Linked DNA regions of Mus musculus: regions 2 and 3 are each linked to region 1. A link is a contact called in public promoter capture Hi-C data. All regions are on one chromosome and are shown on one strand. The core of a region is the stretch at or near the end of the contact, and the rest is flanking DNA. Distances in the headings are between cores, read along the strand shown. Region 1 holds the start of Cep162 (centrosomal protein 162). Region 2 holds the start of Tmed3 (transmembrane p24 trafficking protein 3). Region 3 holds the start of Morf4l1 (mortality factor 4 like 1).

Evidence for each region. Promoter capture Hi-C pulls out the DNA fragments that hold promoters and counts their contacts.
Region 2: a promoter capture Hi-C map of liver shows a contact between it and region 1, with 3 times the contacts expected there. The contact joins the promoter of Tmed3 here to the promoter of Cep162 in region 1. A contact is called at or near these places in 4 of 39 promoter capture datasets (erythroid cells, liver and pre-B cells), 2 of 484 Hi-C or Micro-C datasets (CD4 T cells and CD8 T cells) and 2 of 9 other capture datasets (adipose tissue and liver).
Region 3: a contact with region 1 is called in a promoter capture Hi-C map of pre-B cells, with 6 times the contacts expected there. The contact joins the promoter of Morf4l1 here to the promoter of Cep162 in region 1. A contact is called at or near these places in 3 of 39 promoter capture datasets (cranial neural crest, erythroid cells and pre-B cells), 3 of 115 datasets of contacts at active chromatin or transcription factors (astrocytes, memory CD8 T cells and thymic regulatory T cells) and 1 of 9 other capture datasets (liver).

What each region holds. Positions count from the first base shown.
Region 1 is chr9:87,253,263-87,258,053 of GRCm38.p6, reverse strand. Cep162 (centrosomal protein 162) reads left to right here and starts at 2,522. Exons shown (of 27, transcript NM_199316.2): 1 at 2,522-2,791; 2 at 4,006-4,122. The coding sequence starts at 4,066.
Region 2 is chr9:89,701,547-89,706,559 of GRCm38.p6, reverse strand. It overlaps Tmed3 (transmembrane p24 trafficking protein 3), which reads left to right and starts at 1,517. Exons shown (of 3, transcript NM_025360.2): 1 at 1,517-1,814; 2 at 3,540-3,788. The coding sequence starts at 1,635.
Region 3 is chr9:90,112,143-90,117,066 of GRCm38.p6, reverse strand. It overlaps Morf4l1 (mortality factor 4 like 1), which reads left to right and starts at 2,247. Exons shown (of 12, transcript NM_024431.3): 1 at 2,247-2,531. The coding sequence starts at 2,492.

The DNA of each region.
Region 1 (4,791 bases), core at 1,273-3,772:
TTAAGATCCACAGCACTATGTAAAAGCTAGGTGGGGAGTAATAGATGGCTGTAATCAGAGCATTCAGGGCAGAGACAGGGGATCCTCAGAGCAAGCTGGATAGCTAGACTAGTCAATCGTAAGCGCTGGGCTCTAGTGAGAGACCTTGCCTTAATGGATTAGGTAGAAAACAGTTGAAGAAGACATCCAATCGTCAACCTATGACCTCCATATACATGCACACTCAGGTGTTCTCACACACATGCATACACACAAGCAAAAACGCAAGGCTTCTATTACTTTAGAGATGGCTCTAGTGTGTGGTGGGCATAGTGCATGCACTGAAGAGGTAGAGGCATATGGATCTCTGAGTTGGAGGCCAGCTTGGTCTACAGAGAGATGTTTCTAGGGTATTATGTGAATATATATGAATTAGGTTATCATACATAGAACACTGTGGGGAGCCGCACTCACATTTGCCATTATAAGATGGCGCTGACAGCTGTGTTCTAAGTAGTAAATAATCTGCACATGTGCAGGGGCAGTTTTCCCGCCATGTGCTCTGCCTTTCTCGTGATGACAACTAGGCCGATGGGCTGCAGCCAATCAGGGAGTGACACGTCCTAGGTGGAGGATAATTCTCCTTAAAAGGGACGGGGTTCTGGCACTCCCTCTCTTCGTCTCTTCGTCTCTTTGTCTCTTTCTCTTCGTCTTTTCCTCTGCTCTCTTCCTCTGCTCTCTGCCTCTCTCTCTCTGCCCCTCTCTCTGCCTCTCTCTGCGTCTCTCTCTCTCTTCCTCTCTGCCTCTCTCTGCCGCGCTCTTCCTCTCTTGCTCCTGAGTAAGCAATAAAGCTTTGCCGCAGAAGATTCTGGCTTGTTGCGTCTTTCCTGGCCGGTCGCAAACGCGCGTAAGAGAACACTAGAGCTCAAAGGGAAATCTAGAACAAGCACAAATAGGGTTTTCATATTAACTAAGGTTATGTCATAGAAATTTGTTTTCTACAATCTTGCAACACCCTATGAGAAAATTAGCAACCCCCACCAAGAATTGTTTTAGTAGTCTGGTGCGGGTAAAGCTGAATTGGAAAATCTAACGAAAGATGGATAAGGTGAAAATAAACTAACAGTTTGGGAGACGAGGCCTAACTTTCTGTTTCCCAGAAATGAGACCCTAAGTCCAGGAACCTGTGGTCAGCAAACCAAGCCACAGGCAGCCAATCTGTGGACACCTTGTCATCTGGCCTGAAGTAAGAATAGGTATCTAGAATGGATAAGAGATCCCTCCCCACCCCAAACCTGGGAAGTCTCCAGAGCCCTAACCAATTGTAGAATCAGTCAAACTTCTAGAGATAGAGCTAACCAATCAAGGCAAAATGGCACAAATTCCTCCCTGGAATTCCCCTAACTGACAAATATAAAAGCTAGGCCTGCAAGCCCACTCACTACATGTGTCCATTCCTGAATGAGGAGACCCCTCCTTGCAGGAAATTCTGCTGAATAAACATTCTTTGCTTTTGCATACTACTTAGTTTAGGGTATCATTCTCCCAAGATCTTGGACCCTAACAAGTTGATGGTAAAAAATAACTATGGTGAGTGAGACTGAAATGAGACCTCAAGTGGAAAAAAATCCCCCAACTTTCTCAGCTTGTGTACATGACTAGCCACCATAGCTCTTCTTGCCGCACTCCTTTAACAGTTGTCTGGGCTACTTGTCTGCTTCACGGAACCCACGTCTATAGGGCATGGAATGTGCTCAATTCAGTATGTACTAAAAGAAAAGCCATAAGCTGAATTAAGTTGACTTGTAAATTGTAAAATTTAAATAATGTACATAATGCTCTCACCAAGCTTAAAATGGTAGCTTAAAACAGGTCTCTATTATTGCATTTTAATCGGATAGTTTCTGGCTTGTACACACTCAGATGTCAATATGCATTGTTGAGTGAAAAGTTCAGGCCAGAAAGGAGGTACAGAACTATGTATACCAGAGGCAAAGACCTTTACTGTTTGAAGATTTTACTTTCATTCCAAAATGTTGTCTTCTGATTTGGTGTGCCTGTGTATACGTATCCAGAGAGCGAAAGAAAGAGGAGAGAGAGAGCGGGTAAAAAAGTAAAATAAAATAAAAACTCAAGCAAACCACTGCAGAAGAGAGCTTTGAAAAGCAGGATACCAGAAAAACCAGAGCTGCTGAACTAGTGCAAGGCTCTCACTGAGAATCTTGGTATTGTGTATTTTCAAATGCTTGTCCACTGGGTGGCGGACATCTCTTCTAACACCGGAATTATTTCTAATGCATTTGTACTTTTCTCATAACACCCACACAAGGCTTATTACTTGAAGGAAATCAACCCTCTTACACCGTTTTTAAAACTTTCAACCTGGACAGTAGCCTTCAAATGAAAAGGGTGGGAAAGGCTGGAAAGAAGAGCAGCTCGCTGCGGAAGGACGAGCACAAAGGGACTAAACTACAACTCCCAGAAAGCCACGCGCTGGCTCTAGATGGTGCGCTTGCGCCTGGGTCTTCCCGGCCGGCTAGCTGAGCTCGGGATTTCCGGGAGTAAGAGAAAGCGGGATGTGCACACTGCTGCCGCGCCCACGTCCCTTACGGCCGCCACATCCTGCAGAGCCGTGAAGGTTCCAATCTTTATTTGAGAGTCACCAGAAGACTGACAGCTTGTCTGGCTGCTCCCTGGGTCACGTGGCAGGCAGGATCACGTGACACCCGGGAGCCCGCCTGTAGGGGTCTGTTGCCCTGACAACAGCCCGCTCGCCGGGACTTTCCGGGAGAGCGCGGGCTCCCAGGAGCAGGTAGGTGAGGCGTTGTGGCTGTCTGCGACCCTGTTGTTGTTTCCAGGTTGTACCTCAGGCAGGGTCTCCGAACTTTGTTTTGCGCATTACTCCGCTCCTCTGTCGGGACTCCAAGTCTTTGCTTCGAGCTAGCCCCCAAATCTGCGCTTCCTGCAGCCTGGACTGAGCTGAGGGCCCTTTCGTGGGGTTTGCCTCTGACTAACCTGTTTGTCCAACTCCTCATCCTGACCCTAAGACCTCTTAGTCGAAAATGCAAATAAAAGCACTAAGTATTCCACTGAAAGATGGTGGGCAAACCTGCTGCCGTCCCTTAGAAAAGAAAACTAGCGTTTGTTCGTGTTGCCCTAAAGAGTTAAATCCAAAGGTTTAGGACAGATCTGAAGATGGCCTCTCCTAGCTGAAGTCCAGCTTTGAGACAACTTGACTAGATCCCATTAAAGGTGCTCGCGGCATTGTTTCTTTTAGCCTGCCTTTGCTTCAAGAGAAACATAAATAGTAGTTAATGTGTGTCATTAACTTCCAAGGGTATTCTGTGCTCGTTGGGGATGTTTTAAGACAGGATTGCACTATATAGCTCAGACTAACCTGAAATTCAGGCTTGTAACTCAGGCTAACCTCCCAACTAAAGAGCTGTCTGTCTCCTAAGTGTAGAAATCTCTGGGATGCACCACTAAATTCTTTATTATATTCTGAGTCTTATAAATTCACTTAGTTTATGTCTGGAAAAAAATCCTGATTATAGAAAGTCTATTTTGCAAAACCCTTAATTTGAAAATACGTGAATCCGGAAGCACAACCTGTATACTGTGCTTTACAAGAAAAAATATTAGTCTTTCCACTCCTGCTCTTTTAATTTTTTTTTTTTTAATATTCTCTGTGAGGACCTGGATTCTGAGAGGTATTAGCAGAGACAAATACATATACAGTGGAAAAGATCCTGGAGCCCACCTCTTAGCGACTGGATGAAATGTAATGATCAACCTTGAGAAGACATACTTCATAAGCTACTTTCCCAAGTCAGTTAGCTTCAATGAATTAGACCTCCAATGGTGTCTCGTAATTGCAATATAACTGTCAAGTTACATCATATATATGTGTGTACATATATAAAACTGTCTTGAGAAGTTGAAGTTTAAAGTAGTGTTGTTTTAATGATGTTTAATGATTGTTTTCCTCCAGAGGTGTTTATTTTTCCATCTGTTTCTGTCATTTAGTGTTTCCAATGCTGTGAATAATTTTAAGATACTTGCTTTGTGACGTGAAAATTACTAACCATGGCTCACTATTTCAAAGTAGACCTTGATGAAGAATTTGAACGGTTTATGAAGGAGGTAAGCTCAAGCTGTATTTATTGTAATATTTATTGTAAATTCATCTTGTAAGATCCATCCTTGAGTGCTTTCTTCTGAAAACATAAACCACCCCATCAGCTCATCCCTTCTACCTGCACCTACAGAATTATCCAGCCGTCCTCAGTTCGACTCATTTCAAATGCTGCTGCCTGTTAGCTCAATGCCATCTTCTCACCCAGTCTACCCAGCGGTCCCAGTGAATGCAGCATTCCCTCCAAGGTGCATGTGTGCACGCGCTCACATGCAAACACAAACACATGCACACACACACACACACACACACAGAGAGAGAGAGAGGGAGAGGGAAAGGGACGGAGAGAGAGAGAAAGAGAACCATGTTGAACAAATATTTTGCTCAATTTCTGGTTATAAGGGAGTGGTTCAACCTAATTTTTTTTTAAAGTTAATTTTCTTCAGTTACAATTCATAAACCATTCAGTTCACCCACTTAAAGTTTGTATGACAACTGTTTTAGAATTATATAACCTTCACCATAGTCAGTTGCAGAATGCCTGTATCATTCCTAAAAGGAAACCCTTATCCTTTAACCATTACTCTTGGCTCTTTGTCCTTCCAGCCTTGGGTTATCCCTTACTGCTTTGTCTCCAAGTTTGGCTGTTGCAGATATTCATAGAAATGGAACCATTT
Region 2 (5,013 bases), core at 268-2,767, 2.4 Mb before region 1:
TCCTAATCACATTCCTTTGACTAGTGCCCCAAACGGAAAATAGCTCTCCTAAAACAATACAATAGGTACCACCTGATCACTGTCTGCTAAGGCAATAATTTATTTTTTTAAAACTCAGGCATTTTCTCTTGTCTTATATGTAGTTTGATGCTGATTCCAATTCTGCCTGCTCCAACTTAAAGAGCTGTGAAACCAGGCCTCTTCTTTTGAACCACTGCAGATTCCCCCTCCCTCCCCCACCCTCCCAACCCCCATCCCCACCACCTGGAACTTAAATGTAGCGCTTCATCTTTAACTTGTGGGAACTTCAGTTTTGTTTTGTTTTGTTTTGTTTTGTTTTTCTTCACTTGATTTTCCAGTTAGATGATTATAACTTTCACATCTTCAAATACTCTTCATTAAAAATGTTAAGAGTTGGAGGAGAGATGGCTCACTGGTTAAGAATACTTCTAGAGGACCCCAGTTTGGGTCCCAAAAGCCTTATCAAATGAGTGACAACTGCCTGCAATTCTAGCTCCAGGGGATCCAAAGCCTCTGGCCTCTTTGGAGACCTGCATTCATATATACATACTCATATACACACATGTGCATACACATAATTGAAAATAAGAAATATAAGTCAATGTTAAATAGGACAAGCAGGGAAGGAGCCCCAAGGCACACAGCTCAACACCTCTTTCACATCTAATCTAGCACAGAGATAGTACATTTTATTAATAATTATATTATGGGTGCTGCTTTCATGCACATTAGCTCCTTGATACAGGATCCAGTATGGCCAGTGGTAGTGTATGCCAATTTTATCTATGTGGTAGTATATATGAGTAGTGAAATTCTTTGTTAAAATTAAGATTCACCATATCTAATAATGTTCTACTGACAGTAAGTGTTTATGTATCAGCAAATATTATAACATGTAATGTCTCTTTGTTTATGGACTATGGTGAACATAAAATCATATATATCCTTCTTAGGGCAGTTGTCATGAATAAGACAATAAATCAACTTGTCTTTCAACACTTTTAGAAGTTAAAGGGGATGGCAGATTCTCTCTGAAAAAATTTTCAATGTGACCCGAATGCGAAAACATAATTGAAATCCTTTAGATGCTTTTATTTCCAGAAGGGAGTCTGTGTGCAAGAAAACCTGTTTTCCCCCAGTGTAGCCATGGGGTTTACTTTGTTGAACACTTCTTCACCTTAGGTAGGAGGGGGGAGTGGAGGATCCGTCGCCTCCCTTCCCTGCGGTTCCTTTCTAGTCCATCGAGTCCTCCTAACTACTGAATGTGTTCATTACGTCCGGGATTTCTCCGGAGACGTGGCAGACACTAAGTGACAGCAAGTCAGAAACAGACTAGAAGCCCAACGGTTTCCGAGTTGAAGGGACGCACTGAGAAGTACCCGAGTCCAAGAGCCGCATCAAATACAATAGCGCCTAAACTCAGTGATGCGCTTGCGCAGCGGGCGGAAAGGTTCCCCGCCCACCTCTCTGGTGTGCGGCTGCGCGCGGAGTGGCCGCCACCCGGAACCGCTGTGCTGAGCTCGCGCCACGTCTCTTCAGGGGGCCCCTCCCCTCTCCCTGCTGTCCCTGCTGTCGCTGCGCGGGAGCCTAGAGAGGACTAGGCCCGGAGCATCATGGTCCACGAGGCTCCGCACGCTTCATCCTTCCAGATGCTGCTACAGCTGCTGCTTCTGCTCCTGCTCCGGGCCGAGCCACTGCGGAGCGCTGAGCTCACCTTCGAGCTGCCGGACAACGCCAAGCAGTGCTTCCACGAAGAGGTGGAGCAGGGCGTGAAGTTCTCTCTGGATTACCAGGTGCGGCCCTAGCCGCGTCTCACTGGGGCTACTGGTGCGCCGCCATCCGGAGCGGCCAAGATTAGCCACCAAAGGCTGAGGGGGTCGGGGATAACAACCCCAGACCGGTTGACTTCTCCCTGAGAAGAAACGTTTGTATCTGCCAGAGCCCTCCCGAAGTGGGCCAGGGGCACTGGGGAGTTAGGCAGGCTACAGGTGAGCGCTCAGGATGGGGGGCCTGTTACCGCCCCCTGTCGCCCCCTGCAGAATTGACCAGAATGACCTCTCCCAGGTACCTCCAGGAACATCAGTATTAATTAGCTGGACACCCACTGGGTGGCAGTCTGACCCAACTGTCACTTTGGGCTGGGTGTCTTGCTGGTGCTGAAGTCAGCTGCATCCTTTACAGCTGGAGTTTGGGGTGACATAGTTGGAGTGATGAAGGGTTTTTTTTTTTTGAAAGGAGGGTTCAGTGCAGACTTCGAACCCTGCCAGTGTATACTTAAGGACAGTCACACACACTCCCTCCCCAGTGGTGTGGCTATGTGGCTTGCCTCTCTGCTTACCATATGGCTCAACAAAGTTAGGTCCTGCACTTTGGTCTCCATGGACAGATCTCATAGCTAACAGTTGCTTTGGTAAAGGCTCTATCCCCTAGGGTTAATGAGTAGGCATAGGGTCAGAGGGATGAATGACCACCATAAAGCAAGACCTCTAGAAATGAGGTGACACAGGCACCCCAGTTGTGTACAATGAGTAAGCCCTTCTATGGTAGACGCTCTGAAGGTTGCTTCTGCTGACAATTCCATGTATGGTGGAGTCACTGATGAGACTGCTCTCACATCTATGGACGACATACAGTGTGTGTGTGTGTGTGTGTGTGTGTGTGTGCCTGCCTCAGCACAGGCAGCCTAAGAATAAGAACAATATTCTTGGCTGGGCAGTGGTGGCGCAGGACTTTAATCCCAGCACTTGGGAGGCAGAGGCTGGTGGATCTCTGAGTTCGAGGTCAGCCTGGTTTACAGAGTTCCAGGACAGCCAGGACTATACAGGGAAACCCTGTCTCGAAGAAACAAAACAAAACAAAACAAAACAAACAAGAACAACAACAACAACCGCCCCCCCCACCCCAGCATTCTTGATGTGGCTAGTGAGGCTCCAGAAGCCGTTGAGGGTAGGCATGCCCCATCAGTGGGGGGAAATCTATAACCACCAAAGAGACAAGCCTCTGAGAATGTAAAGGGCTTTCTAGATTAGATTGCAGTGGGAAGAGCCACCCTAAGTGGGAGTACCATCATTCACCAGGCTGAATAAAAAGGAGGAAACCAGCTGAATGCTATCGTTCATTTCTCTGCTTCCTGACTCTGGATACCATGTGATTAGCCCCTACCCCTACCCCTGGAAGCCTTCATGTTCCAGATACCATGCCTTCTCCCTGATGAACTATGCCCTCAAATTTATTTGCAAGTCAAATAAATTTGAATTTATTTGCAAGTCAAATAAATTTGGATTTTTTTCCTTGAATTGCTTCTGTCAAATGTTTTGTAGTAATACTAAGAAAAACACCGAGTGCAGTGGTCACTGCCTCTTAACTGCGTAGGCTCAGCAGGATGGGAAGCTACATGGAGTCTGTGTTGGAAAATGGTGAGGGTTAAATTACAGAATGCTTAGCGGGGTCCCCGTTATGGTCAGCATTTCAAAGAATTGCTTGCCTCCCCATCACTGCACCCTTTTTGTGGTTGTCAGGTTATCACTGGAGGCCACTACGATGTGGACTGCTATGTGGAAGACCCCAGGGGCAACGTCATCTACAGGGAGACCAAGAAGCAGTATGACAGCTTCACGTACAAGACAGAGGCCAAGGGCGTCTACCGGTTTTGCTTCAGTAATGAGTTCTCCACCTTCTCTCATAAGACCGTCTACTTTGACTTCCAAGTGGGTGACGAGCCCCCCATTCTCCCAGACATGGGGAACAGGGTCACGGCTCTCACTCAGGTGAGTGTGCATGACCGTGACAGGACTAGGGGAACCCTCCCACTCTCATCATGTTTCTGCTTTTTTTGTCCTTGTCCTAGCTGATGAACCAGAATCACCCTCTAGCTGTAAAAGACTCCATACCACTTCTGGTCTCCTGTTTCTAGCCAGAGCCCTCTCATAGCTAACACTTTTCCTCTCCACCCTTCCAACTCTCTTTCTCGGGCGTGGCACGTCTTCCAAAATTCTGACATGTACCTGTCTGCTGTGTCATATGCTCAGATGGTGAAGAACAATGTCCTGCTTCAGGAGTGTGTTGGTGAGGGTCAGACCAGCTGCTGCCATAACAAACTCATATGTCAGGGCCTAGCACACTGGGTAGTGCACTGCTCTCAGGGTAGTTTGGAAAAGGTTGGATGGTGACTTGGGAATCCAGGCTCTCTCTCTCTCTCTCTCTCTCTCTCTCTCTCTCTGTGTGTGTGTGTGTGTGTGCTTGTTTTTAATTCTCACTTCCTCTTCATATTCTCTTTTTCTCCCTCCCTTCCCTTTCCACTTTCCCTTTCTTGTTATCTCCCTATCTCTCCCTCTTTCCCTTCCTTTCTATTCTTTCTCTTTTTCTTTTTTTCTGAACTTGGGACCTTGCTTAGCACATACTCTACTACAGAACTTTGTCCTGAGCCTCAAGGCTCTTTCTCGCCATCCTTCTCCTTTCCCTCGGGCTTCAGCGTTCTCTGTCCCTGGATACCAAAAGAGGCAGAAATGAGAAAGGCACAGCTGTCCCTTCAAAGCCTTGGCCTGTAGTAATACACATAGCATGTCCACTCATGTCCCTTTGGTGACCACTTGTGTAGTAAGTCAGCACAGGGCGGCTACTAAGTACAATCGCTGGACAACAAATCCCCACTGTGGAAGAGAAGTTGCAGCAATTATGGAGGATGGATAGTTTCCATTGACTTCCATGGCTCTCAAGATTGTTGACTAACCTCAGCCTCCATCTGGAGTTCTTCTTTCTGTTCTCCCTCCCTCCTACATATAGGCTGGGCTTCCCAAGGGCCAAGCCTCTGGTATCTATCTACCTCTATATTCTTGATACCTTGGTGTAGGAGGTGTGACACCAAATACTTGTCTTATGACTGATCACCATGGCCTGAGGAACCTGTAAGACAGGAATAACCATCTTATTTCTTGACCAAAGCCAGAATGTCTCAAATCTCTAAGGAGGCCAGTTTTTCCTCCTGTGTGCTCT
Region 3 (4,924 bases), core at 998-3,497, 2.9 Mb before region 1:
GATTAGCCATCTCTTCAGTCCTCATAATGAAATCTTTTTTTAAAAGATTTATTTATTATTTATTTTTATATGTAAGTACACTGTAGCTGTCTCCAGACACACCAGGAGAAGGCGTCAGATGTCATTAAGGATGGTAGTGAGCCACCATGTGGTTGCTGAGATTTGAATTCCGGACCTTTGGAAGAGCAGTCAGTGCTCTTAACCACTGAGCCATCTCTCCAGCCCATAATGAAATCTTTCTAAACGACCATAAACATATTTTTGTTGAGCTGACTCCACGGATAAAAGGACCAGTTGCTAAGGTTAATGGCCTCAGTTCTATACCCAGAACCCAGATGATAGGAGTGAACTGACTCTTGCAAGTTGTCTTCTGACCTCCAACAGCTGCATAACACACAATAAATAAATTTTAAAATTTGTTATTAAGGTATAATGTAGATATGGTAAAGATTATTAATTTATGTGTATGTTTGGACATGCCCCAAAATTCACGTAATCATAAAAGATCTAAAAACCAAGATTCCTTAGTGCCCTTTTTTTTTTCTTCTTGTACTTAACAGGACTTTATTGGTTCAACAATGAACAGCAAAGGAAACATTAACTATCACTCTGGGGGCGACATCATGGAGACATCAAAGTTACCCGTGGAAAAGTACCTCTTTCATATTTATCTCCCTCTACCCACCCTGGACATCCAATTGAACGCTGTCCTGATTTTTTCTTTTTTTTCTTTTTGGTTTTTCGAGACAGGGTTTCTCTGTGTAGTCCTGGCTGTCCTGGAACTCACTCTGTAGACCAGGCTGGCCTCAAACTCAGAAATCTGCCTGCCTCTCAAGTGATGGGATTAAAGGCATGTGCCACCACTGCCTGGCTGCTGTCCTGATTTTGAATCAATGATGAAAATGTTCACTCTTATACCTAGCTTCTTCTGCACAACATACTTCTGTTGATTTAAAATCAGAGAGTGGAAATAACATGTGTGGCAAGGATGTGGGAAAACAGGTATCCTCAACTTGCTGGTTGAAATGTAACCTGAGAAAACTTTTCACAAAGTAGTTTAAAGTACATCAGAACCAGGTTTGGTGGTGCATACCTCTAAATCCAGCACTTGGGAGGCAGAGGCAGGTAAATGTTTGAGTTTTGGCTAGCCTGGTCTACAGAGCTAGTTCCAGGACAGCCAGGGCTACACAGAGAAACTTGGTCTCAAAAAAAAAAAAAAAAAAAAAAATAACTGAAAAAAAAATAGAGACAGAGTTTCAGGAGCTAGACACTGTGAGTTCATGGTCCTCTCAGTCTATATAGCCAGTTCCAGGCAAGCCAGGGTTAAATATATTTAGTAAGACTCTGTTGAAAAGAGAAAAGGCTTTGACATAAAGGTTTGCCTAGGATAATTAGGTAGCTACAAAGTGTGGAAGGGCTTCAAATATCAGGGTGACTGTTTTCTGACTTATCTCCCTAATTAACAGCTCTGATCCTTTGTGTGCAATTCATGTAATTTAGTGGGTACAGGGGTACAGTGTTATTTCACAGCAGAGTACATTAAGGAGTTTTTGAACATAGGAACAATGTGAAGAGAGGTTTTGTTGTTGTTGTGGGTTGGGTTTTTTTTTTTTTGAGTATACATCCAATACTACCCCAAAGAAATAAGATGGCAAAAGATGGTACAAAGGGGTTAAGTATGGAACCTTGACTTTGACAGCAATCCAGGTTTGCCCCCTTTAGTGAGACTAAGTACTTCAAGAGTCAGAAGCTGCAATCTACAAATAGTCATGGGAACCGGACCCCCACCCCCTCCCAACCCCCAACTCCCTCAAACAGGGCATGGCTTTCTAGACACCGAAGCTTCTGGAGAGGATCACCTTCTCACTCGCATCTAGCTTCATTTCTGGCTTCCAGCGCTCTCCTAGGCCAAGTCCTGGTGATGCCGTGGAACTCAGGCTGCAGAGACAGTCCTGTCCTCAGGCCACTTCAACACCCCACCACATTTACCTGGCTTCATTTCCTATCTAAGCATCTGCCCCCCTTGAGTTTTTCCCATCCTTTCGTCACTAGCTAGTGATTTACTTATTCCTTCCTCTTTGTCACCTACAGAAAATAAAAATCTGGGTTTTAACAAGCCTCTGGGGTCTGGATACTTAGAGGGCTGGGGTTGGGGACAGGGGCGGTGGTGGATCGCGGGCGTGGGGGGGGGGCAATTGTCTCCCACTCCCCTCCCCCACCCTGCTGGCGTCATCCGAGGTCGAACTACCAATCCCGGCATGCCTCTGGGCGGCACGGGCGCAGGCTTGTGTGCGTAGCGGTTAGCCGTTGGCTGAGGCGGCGGCTGCGCGGGTCGCGGTGCTGTGAGGTCAGGCGGCGCTGGCAAATCGCGCCCAGGATGTAGAGCTGGCTGTGGCCGACGGCGCGTCTGACGCTGAGTTGGGTGGGGTAGAGAGTAGGGGGCGGTAGTCGGGGGTGGTGGGAGAAGGAGGAGGCGGCGAATCACTTATAAATGGCGCCCAAGCAGGACCCTAAGCCGAAATTCCAGGAGGGTGAGTGTGCCGCTTTGGGGAGAGGCATCTAACGGTGCACGGGAGAGAGGCTGACTCAGGGCGCTGGAGGTTTGGGGGTCGGGGTCGGCGGGGCTTGCGGCCGGGGGAAACCGTGCAGGCCTTGCTTTGTAAGGGGGAAAGGCGCACTGCGGAGGGTAATCTCAGTGCGTCATCCGCGACAGTGCTCGGTGGCGCGAAAGCGAGCCCCCGGCCACGGCCAGGGCCGAGGGCATCTCCGTGCGTGTGGCAGAGCCTCGGCGCTTGTTTGTTTGTTTTTCCGAGAGCGGAGAAAGTCTATTGAAGGGAGGTGCCCGGCGGGCGGGTGAGCGATGGCGACGGCGACGGTTGGGAGGTGATGTGGCGTGGGGGAGGGGAGCAGCGGCAGCGCATCCTCCCCGCTTAGCTCTCGGCCGCGGGCCGCGCGGGCGACTGTGGGCCGAAGGTTCGAGGCTGTTGGACAAACGAGCGGCTCTGTCTCGGCGTTGTGTGGAGTTCTGCTGTTGGGAGGACAGGGGATGGGGGGTGGGCTGTGCGCCCCGCGGCGGGAGAACTGCGTTGTAAGATGGCCGCGGCAAGATGGCCGCGCCATCATGGCTGCCGGCGTCTCGCAGCTTACACGCAGCTTCGGGCCAGATGCAGCGCCCCCTGGCACGGCGATCACGCGCAGACCAGTTCCTCCTCTTGCCTCTGAGTGATGGGTGGGGACAGAAAAAAAAATAAAACTGGAGCCGCCCGAGCGAGTTCCTAGGCTTGCTGTTGCCTGAGGGCATCGTTTTGCTGTTTTTGGAGCTGTGCGCCAGGGCCCTTTAAGTACTCTGTGCTCTGCCGAGCGGTTCTCGTGGAAACAGTTTTTAGTTCCTCCTTAGGGCGTTTCCATCTTGAGATGCATGGCCTCTTTGTCATTTTTAAATACAGTAGTTGCTTGACTGGTTGTAGTAGTATTCGATTTTAATGGCGATTTGAAAGCTAACGCTTATTAGTTGGCTTTGACTGAGAACGTTGCTGATGAACGGTTACTGCTAATGGAAAGCAGTTACTCGGTTCTCACAACTCATCTGTCGAGGTGATTTACTGATATACTAAAGGAAATAAAACTATAAGCATAAAAAGGAACACTTTAAACTTGTTACTGCCAGATACGGCCGTCTGTGTTTATCATCATACATGCTGGGTCCAGGCGCTTGCGTAACTCCTGTTCTAGGATGTTTAACCAGTAAAGTGCCAGACTTTTAAAAGTCTCAAGTTCCAAATCGAAACGTTTTAATTAATCGATGTACAAGGACAGGCGGATCTCTGAGTTTGAGGCCATTCTGGTCTACTTAGAGCTTTTCAGGACATCCAGAACTATACAGAGAAACTCTTGTGTGTGTATGGGGAACGGGGTGTTGCTCTATACCCAGTGGAGGTTCAGGGAGTGTGGAGACCTGCGCAGGTGGATGGATCTCTGTTAGCTCATTGTCCAGTCAGCCCATGGGTGAGCTACAGCTAAAGTAATCGACCATCTCAAAAACTAGTGTGAAGAGTTAGCTACTATGGAAGACACTGAGCTGGCTGGTCCTCACTTGTAGATAGTGTAAGATGGTGTACACTGTAGTTTTGCCAACTCTGCGAAACAGTTGGTTTCCTTTGTAATTTGATGTTTTATGTAGCAGAGCATGCCAAGAGGCCCATAGATTTCTGATTGTCAGAGCACAAAAGCTTAAATCCTTGGTTGATGTTAGAAACTAGAAATCAAGAATGGTTGATAATAACCCAGAGAACATCTAGAAAGGAAACAGTGTTGATGGGATTATTTTGAAATCTTGGTAGAATTTTGATAGTGAAAGGTGGTAACTTTCCATTTTGTTGATGTTTGTGTTGCATTATTTTATGTGTGTGAGTATCCTCAGAAGCCAGAAGGCGGCATTGGATTTCCAGGAACTGGGCCTGCTGGGAATAGAAATGCTTCTCAGTTCCTTGTGTGTGTGTGTGTGTGGTGGTGGTGGTGGTGGTGGTGGTGGTGGTGTGTTCTTAAAAAATTCATCAGCCCAGGGCAAGATTTTTGTCATTTGAGAGTAGAGTGGATCTGAGGATGGAGAACTGCCTTCTTAATTTGTCCTTTCCACTTGTTAGACTGATGTACATCAGTTAGTTAGTTGTGTGTGTGTGTAAATTTTCATTATTCAAAGAGCCTTACTTAGTGTAGTTTTTAGCTGAAGCAGCCAATTTTAAAAAGGTATTTCAGATTAGTTTAAAAGATAACCTGGAGTGAAATCAGTAATCACAGATCTGAGCTTAGTGCTTCTGTTTAATAGTAGCATGTTCTACCCATTTATTTGGGTCTTAGCTTTGGACTGTTGGAAAAGAAAGTCTGGTCAATTATCCATCTTTATTCAATGTGGGCTTAGGTTTAG